2 separate regions of the Mus musculus genome follow, and region 2 is linked to region 1. A link is a contact called in public HiChIP or PLAC-seq data. All regions are on one chromosome and are shown on one strand. Each heading gives the region's core, a stretch centred on a gene start, on an enhancer-like site or on the middle of the called end of the contact. The rest is flanking DNA. Distances are from core to core; before and after follow the strand shown.

Region 1 (6,250 bases), core at 282-2,781:
AAGGTGGGCGTAGATTTACAACCCGGTGGTGGAGATGAAGGGGTGTAGGAGCAAGCGGGTGCCGGAGAGGAGAGGGGCTGTGATCCTCTTAGAGCCAGGGACAGCGTCCTCGGTCCATTATCTGAACATTCAGTCACCGCCCAAGATGCCAACGCAATCAGAACAGAGCCGAGAGGTTTGTTTGTTCCTGGCGAGGGAGCTCTTTCTAACCTAGGCAGAAGCAGCCAGCCTTCTGAAATACCCCGGGGCAGGAATCCCAGGGCTGCTTCCCACCTCCGGACTTCTCAGGTACCTAGCCCCTCTCCCTGGCCCCTCACCTGGGCCAGCGCCCCCACCCCCAAACAGACTTCAATCTCTTTTCCAAATCCTCTTCAGTGGCCACGCTGAGGTGCCCCATCGCCTACATTAGCAGAGCCTTTCCGTCCCCCCTCACCCATTGGCAGATCTCATCCTCTGCTGCCTCCGGCAACCTCAAGAGGGATTTTTCCTCCCCAAATCACTTACTTCACCCATCCAGATCAGCACTTGTATTTCCCGTAGCACATAACCATAACCGAAAGCCACTCCGAGGATTTTTATTATCGATTTGGGGGTGGCAGGATCGAGCGATCTGACCCTCACCGCTCTTGAAGACATTAACAGTGGCATTAAGTTCCACCTCCCCTGGTTAGCCCTACCCCTTCCCATCTGCGACAGGCAAGAGAAGCACTACTAGATCCTAAGCCCTTGCCTCTGAATCCGGAGCTGTAGGAAGCAAAAAGTCGAACTGCAAGAACACAGTGAGAGAAATGGGCAGATGCCTTAAGGCTAGGGTAGCTGGGGGAAGGGCGCACGCGAGAACTGAACAGATACCGCACCAGGTGAGAACCAGGAAGGGAGGGTCACAAAAGTTTGCAGACTGCTGCAAGGCACCTGGTTGCACAAGAGCGAAAAGGGTCGACTTCCCTTCTCCAGGCAGGGTCTCTCCAAAGATCTGTGTCAAAAAGACCTGGAGGTTTGGCTCCACACGGCTCAGAACTGCGGTGACCATTCTCTGCTTCCCAGAGAGATGGCCTAAGCACCCTGACTGGGAGCTGAGCCCGCGCTCTGCATAAAGCAACAGGCGGCTGCACCTTACCTTGCGCCAGTCCTGGGTTGGGATGGCTGCTCCATCCTCGTGGCGCAGGGAGGAGGCGTTTGATGCATAAGCCTAGGGGTGTGCGTGCTGCTAGCTCCAGCCGACTGCAAACTGGACTACCCTCCCTGACCCGGCCCGCCGGCCGGGCTCCGCTCCGGAGCGACCGCCGCGGCGGCGTGAATGCGCTGTGGCCGGGGCGCAGGACGCAGGCGGTGCGTGGCGCGGCTGGCGTCTTTGCGCGCTGCCACCGAGTGAGGGTGCGGCCCTGGGCTGCCGTGTGGGGCACGACTTGGCTTTTACTGCTGCGGCGGCCGCTGCAGACCCTGTGCGGGGCGCCGGAACCTCACTGGAGGAGGAGACAAAGATGCGAGGGAGGCAGAAAGCTACTCGCCAACGTGCAGGCGGCTCAGTCACTAGAGGGGACTCGCCTCCAAACCTGGACTGGGAATGGAGGAGGGGCGAGGCTTCAGGGACGAGCTAGAGCGAGTGAACGTGACTGGTGGAGCTGGCTATCACCTAACTGGCACTGCTCTTCTGCCTCCTAGCTGGAGATCCTGAATAAGGAGGGGAGGAGTTTCATTCAGCCTTTGCTGGAGAAGCAGAGCTGAGCTAGGAACATTAGTTAGCCTCCTCCTCCTCTCTTGCTTCCTCTTGCCCAGTTCCAGGACATGTTGCTATGGCCCCATTCTTTCTTCCATTTCCTGACTACTGAGACCAGAGGGAACTGTTTAGCCTAGGTCCATTGCTGTCAACGGGGAGGAAAAGCAAACATTTTTAATTAACTAAAAATGACTTACTGGGTGCACAGGGCAAGAGTCAGGCACACTGCAGCTAGCAGCTAGAACAAACCCATTCCAGATGGGGACTCACCAGAAAGTCTTTATCATTTGGTGACCTCTATCAAGCATATTAAAGCTTGCAGCATTTCCCCATTTGCAACGATGCTGTTTTATGCAGGTTTAGAAGTATGCTGGGTCTGGCCACATTGCAAAACTGTAAACCACTGAGTCCCCCCAGCAGCTGTGATTTGTCTAGCAGCTCCACATTATACACCTTTATATTCTATGACTTGTATTTCTAACATTTCACAATATGATTTTATTAGTCTGGATTTGAATTGTCATCACTTTTCAACACTTTTAAACTGAGAAATCAGGACCTAGAAATAAATATATATGAATAGCAGGTATGTAATTTGGTCTAATTACTCAAAGGAAAACTTGGCATTCCCATTGAAAGTATAAAATTTGTCTGTAATACTGTGCCAGTGATTCTACTTCTCACAAGTCAGGAAATAACTGAGAACATCCACAAAATTTATCTGAAGAGATGCTCACTAGACTGCTGTATAAGCAATGGAAGGTTGTATAAGCAATGGAAGGTTGGAAGAGAGTACAAGATGAATAGTGAAACATTTCATAGGAATATACAATAAAATATCACATATTGAACTGTTATAGATGACCTCCGCCGTGGGTAATCGGTGTAAGTTTATCTAAAGAGTTCCAGAGCTCAAGATGAAACCCGACATAATCTCACAGAGCTGGCTTGCATCCAAGTCTTTCCAACTGTTGATTATGCTATCCTACATTTGAATCTTTGGTTGATGCTGTGTTTTAAATGAAATAGCACTTGTGGAGCACTCACCTCTTAGTAATGTCCATAAGGCATAAATTTGGTTCAACTTAAGACAAATGTCTGACTATGGCTCAGATAAACTATACAGTAGCTTTCTGGTTTGGTTGGTTCGTCAAGTTGTCAACTTGACTTGCTGAATGTTGGTATCACCCATGCTATAAAAAGGATAAATGACAGGCCCTAGAGTTTGTCACCTCTGTTATAAACTTAGATTTGTTTTGTAGCAACCAGAAATCAAGTCCGGCTCAGCAAAGGATGTTCTTTAATATGAGAAGCTGATTGGTTGTTTCCTCTGCTTCTGCTGATGTCCAATTAAAAGAATGAAACCGGAGAAAGATAGCTTCTTGGAAGCCCTACTTATAATCTAATTAGTGAACCAGAGAGAGAACTTAGCATCTCTGACCTTCATGCTAACCTTCAGGGCCTTTCTGCTTCAGAGGTAAATGGCATTTACTGATGTTTTCTGTTTAACTTCCTTTAGAAATGGAGTGAATTGTTTCACATTCAGTATGTCATAGAATCCTTTGCATATAGAAGAAATTCCTTCAGTTATGCCCTGCATTCTCAATTGAAACATCTCTACAATAGTTCGATGCCTTCCTCTCAAGTGGGGCTGCATTTCTCAAATTCAGATTGGTGCCTGAAGCCCTGTTATCTATAGAATGTTTTAAAATTAAGATATGAAGATGTTGATCTCACAAAACCTTTGCTCAAGGCATTCCAGGTAATAGCAAGCCATTGCAAAGCAACCTAAAGCTGGAATTTTGGCAAGGAGGCCCCTATAGAGCATACTCACCACTGGGCTTACCCTCAGTCAAAGAAAGCCTGGCCTGTGCCTAGCCTTGAGAGCTGGGGAGCTGGTGGTTATCCCATGCATGCATTTCTCCAGAGATTCTGTGTATTTCTCATGGCCAGTGACTTGGTTCGCATGAAGAGGGAGGTCCAAATGCAAGGGAGACTTTTCCTTAATAATGGACACCTGATGAACATCTGGAATGCAAGTGGTACAGGCATATCCAGTCTTTATAGGATGTAATACGTTTTAGTCCAGAAAGTATCAACACACAAACAAGAGAACAACCTAATCGTTTGAATGATGTTGACAAGTGAGTCAACTTATTTTCCAAGTATGGGGCTAATTTTGTGAAAAATTGGATCGTTAGTTAATTAAATATATTAAAAATATTATATAATTGATTTTAATAATGATTTTAGATGGTAAAGACTGAATTCATTACAATGGTGTTAACTGCCTCTGAGGTTTAGTTCGCCCCCTGTATTCTCATAAATACCTCTTGCTTTCTGCCAATCAGTTCACCTCCCCATGACTTGCAGGTCAGGTCCATGCAGAGAGTATATGCTTGCTGCAAATTTATTGAAAAGATGAATAATTCAAACCCCCTTGACTTTCTTATCTCCAAAACAGCAACATCATTTCTGAGCTACTCCATAGGGAAGCTAATTAATTCTCTGAAACTGGGAAATATTTTGAAGTTCCAAGGTACTTTAAAAGCACTCAAGAACACTAACATGTGCAATAAAGACAGTATTATTATTTCCCTAGCATATAAATGGCAAGTAATTCTCTATTAATGTCTTTTTCTGAATATACTCAACACATTATACAATACACATTAATGTGTTGCTGGCTCATTTCTCTTGGGGACACCTTATGTGGACTGAATAAGATGTGGTCTTTTCTAGCTCTGTTGTTTGCTCACTTCTTCAGTGTTGAGACCTTCCATTTATGTGCATTTCCTGTCAGAAATGTGACCATGGACAGCACTGGCTTTCTATGGTTCTGTCTTATTAGGCACTATGAGTACCTATGGATGATTGAAGTGCTCTGGCCATAAACGGTCATTTTGCTCCGAACCTGAACAGTCTAATAGAGATCTTTGTTTTACTGATTTTCTGGAAAAATGTGAAGAGTTAACTGTGAGATTCAGGTGAACATATGGCAGCTGAATCTTCCACATGCAAACCTTCTATAGCATGTACATGTTTGTCCACTGTCTCCAGGATAAATCTTAAGTTGTCACACTGGGATAATATCAGAGGCAGTGGCTCTCTGGATGGCCTTCCCACCTGCCCGCAGCCATTGGAACCAATTTCCTGCATCTTCTTCAGCATTTGTTTTATTCATCTTCTTGTTTAAACAAATTTGCCTTTCTTCCCAAATTAGTTCACATTTGCTCTCTGTCACCCAGCACCAAAAGGATCCCCACTAACACAGCACTGAGGAATGATTTGAGAAATTCCTTCCAATCTCTTGGTTGCCTTTGGTCCTATTAATGGTGTCCTTTGCCTTACAGAAGCTTGGCAATTTTATGAGGTCCCATTTGCCAATTCTTGATCTTAGAGCATAAGCCATTGGTGTTCTGTTTAAGAAAATATACCCTGTACCCATGTGTTCAAAACTCTTCCCCACTTCCTCCTCTATTAATTTCACTGTATCTGGTTTTATGTGGAGATTCTTAATCCATTGGAGTTGAGCTTTGTACAAGGAGAAAAGAATGGATTGATTTGCATTCTTCTACATGCTGACCTCCAGTTGAACCAGCATGATTTGTTGTAAATGCCATCTTTTTCTCACTGATTGTTTTAGGTCCTTTATCAAATATCACGTGACCATATGTGTGTGGGTTCATTTCTGTGTCTTCAATTCTATCCCACTGATCTTCCTGCCTGTCTCTGGACCAGTAGCATACAGTTGTTGTTGTTGTTGTTGTTTTGTTTTTGTTTTTTGTTTGTTTGTTTGTTTGTTTTTATCACTATTGCTCTGTAGCACAGCTTGAGGTCAGGGAAGGTGATTCTCCCAGAAATTCTTTTATTGTTGAGAATAGTTTTCACTATCCTGGGTTTTTGTTATTCCAAATGAATTTGCAAACTGATCTTTTTAACTCTGAAGAATTGGGTTGGAATTTTGATGGGGATTGCATGGAATCTGTACATTGCTTTTGGCAAGATGGTCATTTTTACTATATTAATCCTGCCAATTAATGAGCATGGGAGATCTTTCCATCTTCTGAGATCTTTGATGTCTTTCTTCAGAATTTTGAAGTTCTTGTCATACAGATTTTTCACTTGCTTGGTTAGAGTCACATTAAGGTATGTAATATTATTAGTGGCTATTGTGAAGGGTGTTGTTTCACTAATATTTTCTCAGGCTGATTATCCTTTGAGTAGAGGAAGGCTACAGATTTGTTTGAGTTAATTTTAGATCCAGCCACATTGCTGAAGTTGTTTATCAGCTTTAGAAGTTCTCTGGTGGAATTTTTAGGGTCACTTAAGTATACTCTCATATCATCTGCAAATAGTGATATTTTGACTTCCTCCTTTCCAATTTGTATCCCGTTGACCTCCTTTTGTTGTCTAATTGCTCTGGCTAAAACTTGAAGTGCTATACTGAATAGATAGGGAGAGAGTGGCAGCCTTGTCTAGTCCCTGATTTTAGTGGGATTGCTTCAAGTGTCTATCCATTTAGCTTGATTC
Region 2 (6,286 bases), core at 221-2,720, 38 kb after region 1:
GTGCATATAAGCAGGCCTCCCTGGGTGCCCGGCGTCCCCATAGCAGCATCAAGGCGTTCCTGCAATAAAGGCTGTTGAGAAGAATCCGACCATGTTGTGTCTTTCTTGCTGCCCAAGGTGGGTGAAACAGGTAGGGATGGGAGTGGGCTTTATCTGTCTGTTGATGGAAGCTTAGGCTGTTTCCCAATTAGAGTGTTTCTTGAGCTCCTGGAAGTTCTACTTTTAACTCACATAATTATTTTTTTAATTTTGAGGACTCTCCATACTTTTTTCCATAATGTCTGTGTTATGCTCACTAGATTCCTATCTGTATTCTAGATGCAGATAGAAAGTTGTTCGTTGATACTTAAACTAATCTTATGCATTCCGTAGCTTACTCCTGAGTGAAGGAACACTGAAACACAAGGCAACCCTCATGAGGAGTGTGTATGGGTTCATCTATCCAAATTTAATCATCTCTTTCTGTGATGGGTACAGTAAGGTGATGTTTGTATTTTTGGAGAAACTTAGGGCTCATGGAGTTAAGGAATGTGTCTAGTATGCTGCAGTCATAGCTGGCAAGTGATGTTTCCTGGTCTGCTGGCTTCTACCTTGCACTAAGCAGCACACTATGTTAGTTAACTGCTGTTGTATAACAAACTGCCATAACTCTTACCAGATTAAAATGACATGCTGATGACCTCTCTCACAAATCAGAAGCTGTGTACACATGCTGCTCTGGGATGGAAACATCATGAAGCTTCCCAGAAGAAAGTCAGTAGCTCTGCCTCTCAGGACCTATCCCTGTTCACGGTAAAATGGTGATCTCACGGAGAAAATTAAGAGAGGGAGAGGGAACAGGACAGAGAAATGTTGGGGTAAAAAAGTGGGTAAGAATGAAGACAGACAGACAGACAGTCAGAAAGACAGAGACAAAGACAGAAAGACAAAGGCCAAGACAGAGTTGCAGACTAGGGTCAAAAGATACTGCTTTAAAGGAATCTCACAGCTTCCCTGGTCAAGATCTCCTCCTTAATCTGACATACCTGAGTTCAAAATGTTCAGCATAAGTTTTGTTGCTTGTCTTTTCATTTTCTTAACACAGATACCACAGAAATGAAAGAGAGGACTACATAAAATTAATTCTGCTTGTATCCTTCCAAGTGCTTTGCATAACTCTGTCTGGTCAGGGTATAATGTATAATCCAAAGAGAGAGGGGGGATGGGGAGGGGGAGAGGGATGGAGAGAGAGAGAGAGAGAGAGAGAGAGAGAGAGAGAGAGAGAGAGAGAGAGAGAGAGAGATATCGAGATCTAGCTTGGGCACAGAAAACTCGATAAAGAGAGAAAGCAAAGAAATGAACCATAAATGTTGGAATCATTTCACACTACACAAATAATAAAGTCCTGCTGTCCCTCACACGGATTCATACCCACAATTGAACTTGACCCTTTTTAAAAATAGCAATAGGAGACTAGAGTGTTTCTAAAACAGGAGTGTCATCTTAGTTTTCAACATGAGTAACTACAGTGATGAAGCCTGTGGGGGGTGAAGCACTAGACATGGAATCTAAGCAGGAAATTGGCAGGGGCCTTTGCCTGGAGTTCTAGAAAAATGTTGTTTATTCATTCATTCTTCCAAGTCACACACATAAAACCTTTATTATTAGCATGTTGGGGAGGTATAAAAATACACAGAGTGCAGGCCTTGTTTTACAGAAATGTGATGGTATATATTGCTTTTTACAGTTTTAATAGACTAACATGATTTCCAAGTTTATCTATCCTGTGCTAAATATCCATGTGTCAAGCACTGTGTAAGGTTTTGCTGTGGTAACAGCTGATAGAAGTAGGATTTGTTTTCCCAGGCCCACCGTCTGTAAGAATCAGGTCTGATGTGGTTCTAGATAAGTACAAGGAGAAAGAAACAGAGGTGGAAATAGAAAAAAAAAAAGCCTCTCTTTACTGGCTTCAAATTTTCATCTTCTTTCCTTCTCCCATTCCCCAGTAATTCCACTTAGGAGGTCCAAATTCAAAACTCACCAGAGATATGGAAACTACAGGAAACACATGGCAGGTGCCCAAGGGATTGCTCCTTGAAGTTTTTAGGGGTAAGTCCTGTTTATGGCAAAATAGAGAATAAACTCTCTCCACTATGGCACCTTGTAGAGTGTACATCACTCTTCCATGTCAGAGAAATTCAGAGTGATGAAAAGCTCTCCAAGTTATTATTGGAACTGGAGGAGTAGGAGTTTGCAGCTGGACCTGGTGAGTCTAGGGCATGTGCTCTGACTCTTGCAGTCTGAGGTTTCTGCACTGGAAAGTGTGGTGCTTCAGGGGCTAAGCATTGGCTCTGGAACCAAGTATTCAGAGTCAATTTCTCACTCCAAGCCACAAGGAGTTGTGTGACATTGGACACTGTGAGTGCTAGTTTCCTTAATTATAAAATAGGGCTAAGAAACATACCTTACTTTATAAGGACTGGCTAGCCATCCCTGAGTGGATATATGCAGAAATGAGATAATGCGAATGAAACTCAATGCTATTCCACTGCAGTGAGCTTCAGGACAGATAATGAAAGACATTTTCTAATATGAGGGGAATGCAATTTGCTTCTACTAGCATACTGCCTAGGGCAACCAGCACAATGCTCCCAGCACTGGTCTAAATCCTAAGCTGTAAAGTCCCTGCAAGTACAACAGTTGCTTCATGGGACAGGAAGCCCTAGCAACCAGAGGTTCCAAGATTGCAGTTTCAGTCTGACAGTAAAAAAGAGAAACCTAGGGTGCTGGTGGCTTCTGCTTTAGGAAAGGTCTCTGGCCAGAACTCTTGCTGTCAGCATGTTGTCAAATATTTATGATGGTGACATTCAGATACATTTCTATTGAAGTATGCCTTGAATATTGCAATATATATATATATATATATATATATATATATATAATAGTTATCTTTTTGCCTTTCTATTTACCTATTCACTGCTAGTGCAGTGGCCTTGAGGCAGTTATAGAATCTCCATAACTTCCTATTCTCAAAGATATACTGATTGAATCCTCTCAAATACCATTGCCAATATGAAGATAATGTCAACATTACATGTTAGAAAGAGACAATAGATACTCGGTAAACTTTTGCTAACTCTGGTATTATGACTGGTATATTGTATTGCAATGTACTAATATTGATTCCCTTACATAGAACTGAACTTTACTAGATTGAATGGTGTATAGAGATAGGGCAGAAGATGACCTACATGTGGGTTAAATTTGATGTGACTAGAGCTGCTTTGAGCCATAATCACCAAGATAGCCAACTCTTGCCAGTTTTTCCACGTAGTTTCTCAGCAAACTATAAATAGATAAAAGTCATTACAGTGGTGGGTGAAGTCTTGCCTCTGGGATATGTGTGACAATGATGTCAGCTGAAAATGAGCCAGATACATTTCAGTCAGGTTGGCATCAGTTTTTCTCTAACCCATAAGCCAGCACCTTCTATGACCCAAATTACAAAGACCCCACTGGATCTCTTGAAAATCCCAGGCTTATCTGTCCTCATTTTTCAGTTTCATGGCACCTTGGGACTAATCCTCATTCATTAAGATTGTACTTTTATAAGATACCTGTAACAGTAGAATATTAGTCTTTAACCTGTGGGTCACCGCCCCAGGCTAGGTTCAAAAATCATTTTCACAGGGTTTGCCTAAAACCACCAAGACAAAAATATTTTCATTATGTTTCACAACATTAGCAAAATTACAGGTATAAAGTAGCAACTAATATAATTTTATGGTTTAGGGTTACCATAACATGAGTTAACTGTGTAAAAGAGTTGTAGCATTAGGGAGGTTGAGAACTACTGCTGTGGCAGACTAAGAATAAATGAACACGGAAAAGCCAGCGAGTGATCTCAGTCAATTAAAGTAAGGAACATGCATGTCAGGAACACTTTCTGACCAAGAAAACTGACCTGAAATACAAAGGATTCAGAACTGATCGCCAGACAAGGAAGACTCATGACCTGCATGCCCGCAAAGAGACAGGTTGCAGAGAGAGACCCTGTGTCATCAGTAGCCACCATAAACAATGTTTTGAGAAAACTTCAGATGACTGTAGAAATTTCAGCTCCTGAAAGGGCTGCCCAGCCATGGTTTTCTCATTGGTACTCATCATTTTACTATTTTGAAAAACAGACAACCCAGCAACCAGTTCTATCTAATTCAAAAGAGGTGAATAGGCCTGGTGATCTTGTAGAGGGATTGCTATGAATACTAAGGAGTTACGAGTATGTTTGGGACAAACACATGAAATTTTCAGACAATGAAAATTTTTCTTTGTGCCCTGGCTTGTTGTCATGAGCAAACTAGCTGTGTAAGTCAGATAGTTGGTTTCTTTGTTGAATGGGCTAGCAGACAGTCTTTGTGTTGCCTACCTTGGTATCACAAAGTTAGGGTCAGTAAAGGTCTTATTATACATGGTCTTTTCTTGAATGTTTTCAGTTAGTGTGGCGTAAATTGGTAACACAAAGAAAGGATACCAGATAACAGTTCACAATGATAGCTGTGGAGGACAAGTGATGGTGTGGTACATCAATGGTGGCAGTGGAGCACTAGTGGTGGCCATGGAACACCAGTGATGATGACAGTGGTGCACCAGTGGTGGTTACAGCCATGCAGTCAAAAGCCCAAACTGTTAAAGCAGCAAGGCAACTGGCTGCTAACAGATGGAAAAATCAGCCAAAGGGTGGGTGCCCAGGTGTCTATGGCAGGAAGAGGACAGTGGATTAGAGGGATAACAAAAGAAGGCAGATGGCTGGAACAGAGAAAAAAAATCCAAACCCTAGTGGCCAGAAAATCCCAGAGAGCTATCAAGCCTGAATGACTGATGGTATCAGACACCTTAGGACAAGAACTCTGATTCTAGCTGCTATTAAGGGTTGGGAAATTTCTATACCTATACACCTACAAAAGCTGGGCCATTTGTAGAACTAAGCATGCCAATACCTGAGGTCTTAATGAGGATTATAGTACTAGAGGCAGTCTCCTGAATCTGCTATCTTATACTGAAGAATAGAGAAGTTGTCTAGGCACTTGAAGAGCTTCTCCCTGCATACTTGTGACTTCTATCTGGGTTAACAAAAGAGTGCTGTCAGCTGATTGGCACCAGGACAAAGGAAAATCCTTGAAAAGGTTTAGAGATGTTTACACCTTTGAAGTGTCTTTCTGTCTATATTGAAGATGAGAATTTACAGGTGCAGAAAGGGTTTCTAGGTATCAGAAAGAGGAAAACTGTTATAGCCCAGGTGATAAGGATGGGGGTCTGACTGAAGAAAAGTGCTTAGTGTTGAGAGAAAAGAAGTCATTGGTGGACCCTTTAGAAAGCAGGAATTGTGCTTGATAACTGAATCAGGACTCTGAGATGATGGTGGTGTGATATAGCAGATTCACCACAGGTGATGTCTGCTCTTCTTTGGATTTGACTGGTTGTATTCTCCCAGACTCTCTCACCATTTCAACTGCTTTCAATGGTTCAGAACTTCAGGGCATAGAAGTCACACTTTGAAACTTTGTCCTTATTAAGGTTGTAAATATGGCAAATAGACTAAAGAAAGAAAAGCCAAGTTATGTCTTATTCTCAATACTTAGTGATATTGCACAGTTGAAAACTCTTTAGAAGAAACTCAAGTGCAATGAGAATGACACTTTCAAAATTCATCCAACAGAATCCAGGAACCCAGGAGAAAGTTTGTAAGGTTCAAGAATTATCACATATTCTTGCTTGTAGTTAGTATTTAAGTGAAGTAAGAAAGTTATGAGCCAAGCAAATGTCTGAATCTTAGATCATTTCTCTGTATTTCTGGGAAAAAAATCTCCTTGGCCCCAGGTTATCCAAGAAACTCCCTATAAGTTATTAACTACTGTTAGTATCCTCAGTTGTCCCATAGAGATAGGGCTGCGCTGATAAAGACACGATGCCCCCAGAGAGAAGTATTTATCCATCATGGTAGAATCCCTGCCCTTTCCTGTATGGTCAATGGGTATTATATCATACTGCCATATCCAGGAAATTATTCTAGTCCCTTAGCTCCTTGATTCAGATGAAAATAACAGCTAGGCACAAGCAGGAAACAGCTAGTGAGCTAGCTCATGTTGAAAATGACTAGAAGCAAATTATCTAACTAGAACCAGAAATAGCTTGTGAGTCTCAAATCTTAGAAGATTAATTTGAGATAGAGTGTGCACTATTTCCTTCCTATTGAACATCTTAAATGATCAGGCAGCAAGACACTAAAGTTCCACTGATTGGGTGAGGC

What was found. HiChIP or PLAC-seq counts read pairs in DNA pulled down with a chosen protein or histone mark.
Region 2: an H3K27ac HiChIP or PLAC-seq map of heart atrium shows a contact between it and region 1, with 6 read pairs. The contact joins the enhancer-like site here to the promoter of Lrrc3b in region 1. A contact is called at or near these places in 15 of 484 Hi-C or Micro-C datasets (the 63-12 cell line, the Ba/F3 cell line, the G1E-ER4 cell line and 6 more), 2 of 115 datasets of contacts at active chromatin or transcription factors (embryonic stem cells and heart atrium) and 2 of 9 other capture datasets (adipose tissue and liver).

Annotation. Positions count from the first base shown.
Region 1 is chr14:15,437,456-15,443,705 of GRCm38.p6, forward strand. It overlaps Lrrc3b (leucine rich repeat containing 3B), which reads right to left and starts at 1,532. Exons shown (of 2, transcript NM_146052.4): 1 at 1,118-1,532. B230110C06Rik (RIKEN cDNA B230110C06 gene) reads left to right here and starts at 168. Exons shown (of 3, transcript NR_152122.1): 1 at 168-288.
Region 2 is chr14:15,475,646-15,481,931 of GRCm38.p6, forward strand. No RefSeq gene overlaps it. Among named protein-coding and RNA genes, the nearest start is that of Lrrc3b, 40 kb to the left of the region's middle. Within about 2 kb of position 1,471, at least 3 of the 459 cell types and tissues checked have an H3K27ac peak or open chromatin away from gene starts, as enhancers often do. A contact at or near this core is called in heart atrium, where this site is marked.